Regions from separate parts of the Sus scrofa genome. Here region 1 is linked to region 2. The links are chromatin contacts, called in public promoter capture Hi-C maps. All regions are on one chromosome and are shown on one strand. Each heading gives the region's core, a stretch centred on a gene start, on an enhancer-like site or on the middle of the called end of the contact. The rest is flanking DNA. Distances are from core to core; before and after follow the strand shown. Region 1 holds the start of LOC102167351 (zinc finger protein 709-like). Region 2 has its middle 260 kb from the start of MAN2B1.

Region 1 (4,400 bases), core at 263-2,762, 310 kb before region 2:
CCCCTAAGTGAGGCCAGGGATCGAACCCATATCCTCTTGGATACTAATCAGGTTTGTAACCTGCTGAAACACAGCAGGAACTCCTTGGTCTCAATATTTTAATGGCCCTGTGTCCTTGGGCTGTGACCTTCTGTGATATAAGAAGAAAAATTTTGATCCTAGTAAATAAAGCCTTTCTGAGTGATAAGGGTGATAGGAGCATCTTATGTTCTCATGAGCCAATTGTTTCCAGGCCCCCAGATGGCTTCAGGATGGGGTTGGTCGCTAGGAAACCAAGCTTTGATTAGAGACTTAGAACTCTCAGCCGAGTTCCCAATCTCTGGGGAGAAAGAAGGGGCTGGAGATGGAGTTAATCACCAGTGGTCAATGAGTTAACCAGTCATGCCTATGTAAGGAAACTCCGTGAAAACCTCTCAACCTTGGGGATCAGAGAGATCGAGGTTAGTGAGCACATCGTGTGCTGGGAGGCCGTCATGCCTGGAGAAGGTCTGGAGGCTCCCTAGCCCTGACCACCACTTTGCCCTGGGCCCCCTTTTGCCATTTGGCTGTTCCTGACTTGTATCTGTTACAACAACCGGGCAATAATAAGAAAAGTGGTTTCCTTCATTCTGCAGGTCATTCTAGAGAATTAACAAACGTGAGGATGCGTTCAAGGAGCCTCCGAATTTGTAGTGGGCCACAAAGAAATGTGCGTAGGCTGCCCCCAGCCCACCCCCACCCCATTTGCTGCTGGCATCTGACATGCGGGCAGTCTCGTGGGACTGAGCCGTTATACTGTGGCATCTGAACTGAACTCTGGTGAGTTCTTGGTGAGAACTGAATTGAATTGTAGGCCAGCCACCCAGTTGGTTTTAGAGAGTTGAATAAGCGCTTTGGCAAAACACACTTCAGGTTTACTGTCAGGAGGGGAAAATAACCTAGCAACCCCACAAGTGTTTCTGAGTAGCCACGACCACCCCCACCTTAGGTGAGGCAGAAAGGCTAGAGGAAGCAAGTTGCCAGGGTGGCAGTTTCCCTCCCACTAGGCCAGTTAGGCTGTAGCAAAATCCCAGTGGTTAGATTTTGGGTGAACGAGAATCTTTGGAGTACAGGCCTTGTCGAGCAGAATAGAGTATGTGGGGCATATTTCAGAAGAGCTCCTTTTCTGTCTTGCTTTCAGATTTTGGAGGCAGTGGTTTTGAGGTAGGCGGTAGCTGGGCCCCTGGGCTGCGAACAGCTGGGACTTGTCAGGCTGAGTAAATTGGGCCTTGTTTCTCTTTGACACCTCAAGGAGAAAGTTAGTGGCAGGAGCTGAGCTCTGCTGGAGTAGAAAGATAAGATGACCATTTCAGTCACTCCTGGGGTCAAGGAGAGCTCCCCAATTACACATGCACAGTTAGACTCCTAGGGGTCAAAAGGGGATGGGGGCTCCAGGCCATAATAAGTCCTGCAACCATCCCAGAACCCCTTGCTCTGGAGTCCATCTTTGCCAAAAGATGTGCATGCATGTGGAGGGGTAGGGGAAGAATTGGGGAGGTGAGCCTGGGTCTGGTCAAGTGTGAGAAATAGAACAAGATGATGGCCAAAGGTCAACAAAGACCCACAAGAACTGTGCTGTGTAAGTGATTTAAATCACCTCTCTGGTGTGCTAACTCAGGAGGCGGCCCACACCCACACTCCTCTTTTAGGAGTGTATTACTACTTTGCTTCTGACTTAAATAAATTACTCCTCTGTGTGCTCTTCCCCATGTCTTACTGTGACTCTTAACAATAGGCTTCGTACTGGTTTTTTCTGTCCTTGCCTCCTTGAAAAAGTATTGCTTTCAACAGAGGGCAAGAATCAGAGAAATTCTGCTCCCAGCCTCTCCCTGGTCTATCAGCTAGGATTCCTGGTTTTCATTCAGGCTGCCCAGATTCAATTCCTAAACAGAGATTCTTAACTGATATAGCTTTAAGCCATCACTCACTGTTATCTCTCTGAGATCAGTTCGCCCTGTCACCTCAATGCTTTGATAGATCTACGCAGAGCGCTTGATTTTAGGTTTGTTTGATGTTTATAGTGGATGGGAATCACCTTCTAAGCGCCTTAACTAACTGTGAAGCCTTATGATTCATTGCAGGGTCTGTGGAAAAGCCAGTTCCCTGCCGCTGCCGGCACAAGCTCAGCTCCAAGATCCGCCCTCTAACCTACGGTGACACAGGCCCGGGAGGGTGTGGCCTTGCGAACTGTCCAATCAGGGGACTCGCGGGTTAAGAACACCTTCCTTGTGCGCGCGTGCGTGTGTGGGTGGAGCGGGCTGCCACCAACTGGCTGTAGCGGCCGGAAGCCAAACTGGGTCCACTTAACTGCCTCAGATGAGTCTGTCACCTCCTCTGTCATTGTGACCCGCGCTTGCCGGCTGGGAGTCGTGGTGGTGGACGACCTGGAACCGGAGAAACGGAAACATGGTGAGTTGTGGGACCCAGTATCGGCCATGAGCACACCCTGGCTTCCCCGCGGCGGACCTGGGTACCCAGTCCGCGGGGGCGGGGGCGGGGCGCAGCGTGGGGCCAGGGCCAGCAGTCCGGGTGCGGCGGTTTTTGCTCTAAGTTGTGCTGTGACCGCAAAAGGTCACTGGGGCAGCGGAAACTCGGTCTCCGAGGTTGGTGCGTGGAGGAGCTGTGGTCTGTGGGGTCCCCTGTCCCTTCTTTCTTCCCGGGAGACCCGTTTGCCCTCTTCGCTTTTTCAAGTTTGAGGAGCAGGGTCTCATATCCACGACCCTCCCCTCCGCCCCCGCCAAGACCAGTTTCTCCCAGGGCTGGCAAGAAATGTCTTGAAGTTTCCAGATCTTCCCTCTCCTATTCATAGCTTCCTTATTAACTTCTTTACGCGGAGCTCCGTGGCTACCTCTTAGGCCTGCATTTACAGCTCCAGTTCTCCCCTAGCCTGGGAACTTCGTATGCCGCACTGCTGCCCTAAAAAGCCAAAAAAAAAAAAAAAAAGTGGGCACTATTTTGCTTATCATTTCTGCACGGAGCCATGGATGGCTTTTTGTTTTTTGCCTGCGCATAATTTCCAGGAGAAGAAATCAGGTGCTAATCACCTGGAACTACCTTGTATAGAAGCCCCACCCCCAGAATCTTTCCTGGGCACAGCCATCCTATTTGAGTCCTTTGGGTAGAGATTCCTTTTTGGAAACTGCTGGGTGGTTTGTCTTTTCATCACAGTTCCAGGTAGCCCTGCCTGTCCCTGAGTTTGTGATTTGGTTCTCTTTTTTAAGTCTCCTTTTTTCAGGTAAATATAAAATGTATTTAATCAATAGATTGGAAAATTACATTCCATTTTAAAAATTTTAGGTTTCTTTTTTTTTTCTTTCACCCCATGATTGAGTGTAGTTAAAGATCTGTTTTTCTCTTTTGGGTGATTTCAAATGCAATATCAGAGCTATGCTTCCATATCCAGAAGTGTGTTGGATTACAGTTGTTTTCCAGTTTCTTGCCACGAAAATAATAATCAACTGACATTTATTTTCTGAAATGAATGGATATTGCGGGAGCGGGGGTTGTTGCTAAATTGACAAAATGCCTTGCAGTTTTCGTTCGTCTTTTATACCCAAATACTGGGTTTTGGTGATTTTTAGTGGATTGTTCGAATACCGGGTGTGTGTATTTAAGGTATTAATGCTGGTCCAGGGCAACTAGCTGGGAAGCAGAGACCTGAAGTCAGTGTCTCTAAGGTAACCTGACCCTGCAAGGGAAGTACTTGAAAGCCTAGTTGATTCTTCTGCGGAGCCTCTCTGCCTGCGAGTGCAAACACCTGCTATGGAAGAAACCTTTTTACCTGAGAGAAGCTACAGACCTAGGAAGCCAGGGGTCTGCTGTACGTGGCAGGAGGGGCTTGTCGGAGGCTGGGGAGTGATGCCTTTTGTGAGGTTCTAATTGTGTTTTCCTGGGGCCTGTTTCTAGACATAGGCTTGACTTTGGCATCCACGGTGTGGGTGCACGTGTAGTAACTTGTGTATGTAGAGGAAGTCTGTGAAGTCAGGAGATTTGTCTTCTGGACAAAGTGTTTAGGAATTGGGGGGTTCATTTGAGTCACAGTCTGAAATTCAGTCTGGCCAGGAGTTTCTTTACTTGTGAGAAATGAAGCCTCAGAGGAGGAGTATTTCCATTATGTCTTGAGAAAAGAGAGAGGGTGTGTGAAGTTACCAGAGTTTGTTCCTGACACTGCTCAGGTGTCCCACAACCCTTCCACACCAGGGACTGCCCCACTCGAGGGGTTGCACCCCAACAAGGGAAGTCTGGACCTCGAGCTTGGGAATGTGGGTTTTCTTCCGGAATATGGGGAAGCAGTTGCTTGTCCTACCTGATTCAAATATTTCTATTTCTTGCCATGTAAATGTTTATATATTGAATATTGCAACTCTTAACTCTATTTTCCC
Region 2 (4,177 bases), core at 707-3,206:
TGGAGTTGCTGCAGCTTTGGTGTAGGTGGCAGTTGAGGCTTGGATCTTCATATGCTTTGTGGGATGGCCAAAAAGGAAGAGAAGAAGGGAGACCAAAAATATCTATGGACGTTCAAGGAATAATTTAGGTGACTCTAAACAGAGGGTATCATTTTGAGTAATATCTGCATGTAGTGGCAAAGTAGGAAATTTTCTGTGCCTTGTTATAAGAGGAGTAACTGGGAGCTTTATGCACAAAAATTTCAAAGCTCACTTTTTCTGTTTTCAGAGATCGTTTCCATGTTCACACTTTCAGATTTTATGGAAGATAAGGTAAAAGGTGACAGTTTTTGTTTAATTAAACAGCAATGGAAGTCCAAACTTGCTCCGTTTTGTTCCAGCAGTAATTTATGCTTTCTTAGCAGTTTGACATGTGATTTTATAATTATTAGTATCTCATTTGATCTCTTGTCTCCATTTTTGCTCCCATAATGCAAATGAAGAAAGTTAAGCATGGGGTCTTATGTCAGTTCACATAACTCAAAACAGTGGAATCTCTATGTCAAAGGCATAATCAGTGCCGCTTTTCTGGGCGATGTCAAAAATTGCAAACTCAGAACACTACCAGGTATGCATAATTATGTACTTTTACAAATGTGGAATCAAACTTTCCAACAATTCGTAAGACAACATGATATTCCACACATGACACTGTGAAATGGGCAAAATTATAAGAACTAAAAACAGATCAGTGGTTAAGGGTAGGGAGGGTTCTCTACAACCAGGCACCACCAGAGTGTTCCTTTGGGGTGATGAAGTATCTTCTAACTTGGTAGTAGTATAACTATACATCTGTAAAACTCACAGCTACACTCAAAATCGTATGTGCACATTCTAAAAACTAATAGAAAACAACGTAAATGCTTTCACATGCTAGGAGAGTGTTAAACACTCCTGAAACTTGAATTTTACATGTGTAACACTTCTTTCTACCTCCTGGAGTCCTTCATAGGAAGAAAAGGGAAGGAGTAGAAAGAAAGAAGGTCATGGATCACAACAGGACTTTTCTTGGTACCAAGTCTGACTTAGGACACACCCTCCAAAGTTACACCCCCTCTCGCTGTCATTCACATAACTGGTAAGAAAGTGATAGAGTTCTCCGGGTCTATCTTTGAGTGGACTCCAGGTTTCTTGGGTCAGATGTGGCAATGCTGTGCCCTGACACAAAGGTGCGTGTTCAGATCTCCCCAAGTAGGATATGACTTGAGTGCGTCCTAATCTAATCCTTGAGCATCAATGTTACGAATTCCCAGAGCAGGTCTTGAGACCATTTCTAGCTTCTACATTTCCCATCTCTAGCATACTCTGTACCTGCTTACTGGGAAATATTTGTGCAACACTATCCCACTCTAGACATTTTCTGTTGGAATCCCAAGTGACTGTGAGATGAAGCAGTGGCGGAACACAGAAACGCTGTGAGGCTCAGGTCCCTCGGACACACAATTCCTCGCTGTCAGACAAACATCACCTCTACCAACAAGTACAGTTTTACAATAGCTTCAAAACTACCAATAATGTTGAAAAGAGATGCCCTGCCTTGTCCTAGCTCCAGTAACTGTCACTCAAACAGACACCACTATCACCACATCACCCTCCCTTAGTTTCCTGGCGCAGTCCAGAGTTTTTGGCAGCGCATGCGCTGAACACGTCCTGCTCCCTCCCCCCCAGGATCGGCCTCCACAAAGCTGTTGCACTGAGCCCGGTGACTGCTCTTTTTCTGGTACAGGAAAATCTCTGCGGATCTCCAGCACCGTTGTCTGTGGGAAATGGCGAACTCAGCCAGACCCTCTTCAGGCTGGCGCCCCCTTTGCTTCACAAAACTCTAGTATTCAACGTGGTACGGTCTCCAGATGAAAGGCGCCTAACGGGATTTTCGCCTTCCCTGAAGTGCGCAGGCGCAGGAGGGGGCGGGGGCTCAGTTGGAGGACCAGCTCCCAGTTTCGCAGGGGAAGAGGCGGAAAGGGGCAGAGCCACGTACCCACCTGTTCCTGCCACAGCTTTCAGTGCTTTCCAGAGCCCCTAAAGTGATCTCTTTGTGTCTAGGAGACCAGGGATCTGAGGTGTCGAGGCCGCTGCTCCCCGATCAAGTAGGGACAGCGATCCAGGCCCGGGAGAGGCGGGGGGGGAGGGGGCGGACCTCTGTGTGCCGGTGAGACCTGGGGGGTGATGGATACTGTCCGGAGGAGACAGCCCAGAGGGTATGGAGGCCAAGGGAGAATGCAGAAACCTTTGTTGCCCTCACTGAACCTCCAGTAGGAAAGCAAAGTGAGGAAGGGGTCATATCGTGAGGGGTGAGTTTCTGGAAGCAATTGGAACAACGTGAGTGGCTGGAACGCAACTCCAGTCATTGCGGACCCCGAGACACCTCTTCAGGCTCCTGGGAAGTTTTTTCTTTTCTTTTCTTTTCTTTTCTTTCCTTCCTTCCTTCCTTCCTTCCTTCCTTCTTCTTCCTTTCTTTCTTTCTTTCCTTCCTTCTTTCTTTCCTTCTTTCTTTCTTTCTGTCTGTCTGTCTGTCTGTCTTTTCAGGGCTTCACCTGTAGCGTGTGGAAGTTCCCAGGCTAGGAGTCGAATAGGAGCTGCAGCTACCAGCCTATGCCACAGCAACAGCGCGATCCTAGCCGCGTCTGCAACCTACAGTGCAGCTCTCTGGCAACGCCACATCCTTAACCCGCTGAGCGAGGCCAGGGATTGGATGGATACTCATGGATACTAGTCACGTTGGTTAATCACTGAGCCACGAAGGGAACTCCCTGAGAAGTTTTTCTTAAGAGAAGATCCTAGTGTACTCTGTCAGCCCAGAAAGTCTGAAGTCCTTTTGCCATTAGGAGAGTCGGTTTGGGGGCCTCCGTGACTCCCATGTGTCACAGGGGATGGAGCTGAAAACAGTTCACTCTGTTAAGATCAGGTGGAGTGGGCCTGTGATGAAGTTTGTGTAAAACCAGGGTGTGTGTGTGCCTTTTCCAGCAATGACACTGCCATCCATAGTCTCCCATTTTATGTAATTATTGTAGAGATGTGCTTTTTATACTGTAGGGTGTCAGGAAGTGTGAAGCCTCTTCCCCATTAGGAGGAGCCCAAACACCCTTTTTGGGGAATAGATGGGGAACCAGAAGACACCCCTCTACCATAGGGGATGGGAGTAAGAACCATTCACTGTGTGAAGCTCTGGGCCTATGATGAAGTTTCTGTAAAACCTCCATGTGAGTGTGTATGTCTGTTTGACTCCTTGTGAGCCCTGCCATTCAATTAGTATCTATCTCCTTTGGTGACAGGCCTTCTGGTAGGTGTTGTGGTGAACAAAGCCAAGGAAATATCCCTGCGTGCTTAAAAGCTGACATTCTAGGAGAGAAGAAAGGAGAAATCTAAGTAAAATTATACCACATGTCTGATGGTGATTAGTCCTAAACTGAGGGGAGTACAGAAGCCTTGGGATCTTTGGGAATATCCTTGTGTTTGAGCCATTAATTCTCAGAGTTTTGTGTCTGTGTCTGCATGTGTCGTATATGTGCTGTGAAAACATCTGTGTGCTTTTGTGTCTGCCTGAGGAGTTAAATGTATATACCCTTGAAATGTTCTTACCCAGTTTTCCTGGTAGCACCTTCTTTACAGTGATAAATAGAACTGATTAGAGCAGACATCTGTGTCTTGTTTCTGATCTTAGAGAGAAAGCCTTCAGACTCACCATCAAGCATATTGTTAGCTCTGGGTTTTTATTGATGCATTATTTCAAGTTGAGTAACTTCCCTTCTTGTCACAGTTTATTGAGAGTTTTCCTTGTCAAGTGGTGTTGAAATTTGTTGATAGCTTTTTTTTTCTTCTCTTTTTGGGCTGCACCCATGGCATATGGAAGTTCTCAGGCTAGGGGTTGAATTGGAGCTGTGGCCGCTGGCCTATGCCTCAGCCACAGCAATGTCAGATCTGAGCCGCCTCTGCAACCTATGCTACTGCCCTCGGCAATGCAGGATCTTTAACCCTCTGAGCAAGGGCAGGGATTGAATCTGCATCCTCATGGATGCTAGTCAGATTTGTTTCCACTGAGCCATGATGGGAACTCCTTGTCAATAGCTTTTTTTTATGTATACTGAGATGATCCTTTAGATTTTGATGTTCATTATGTTGAATCATTTTCAGATGTAAA

Evidence for each region. Promoter capture Hi-C pulls out the DNA fragments that hold promoters and counts their contacts.
Region 1: a contact with region 2 is called in a promoter capture Hi-C map of fetal liver, with 4 times the contacts expected there. The contact joins the promoter of LOC102167351 here to the enhancer-like site in region 2. A contact is called at or near these places in 5 of 5 promoter capture datasets (fetal liver, fetal skeletal muscle, liver and 1 more), 10 of 47 Hi-C or Micro-C datasets (brain, embryonic fibroblasts, fetal liver and 6 more) and 2 of 2 datasets of contacts at active chromatin or transcription factors (alveolar macrophages and skeletal muscle).

What each region holds. Positions count from the first base shown.
Region 1 is chr2:66,888,590-66,892,989 of Sscrofa11.1, reverse strand. It overlaps LOC102167351 (zinc finger protein 709-like), which reads left to right and starts at 1,512. Exons shown (of 5, transcript XM_021083749.1): 1 at 1,512-2,427.
Region 2 is chr2:66,582,815-66,586,991 of Sscrofa11.1, reverse strand. No RefSeq gene overlaps it. Among named protein-coding and RNA genes, the nearest start is that of MAN2B1, 260 kb to the right of the region's middle. Within about 2 kb of position 1,956, at least 54 of the 83 cell types and tissues checked have an H3K27ac peak or open chromatin away from gene starts, as enhancers often do. A contact at or near this core is called in brain, fetal liver, fetal skeletal muscle and 6 more, where this site is marked.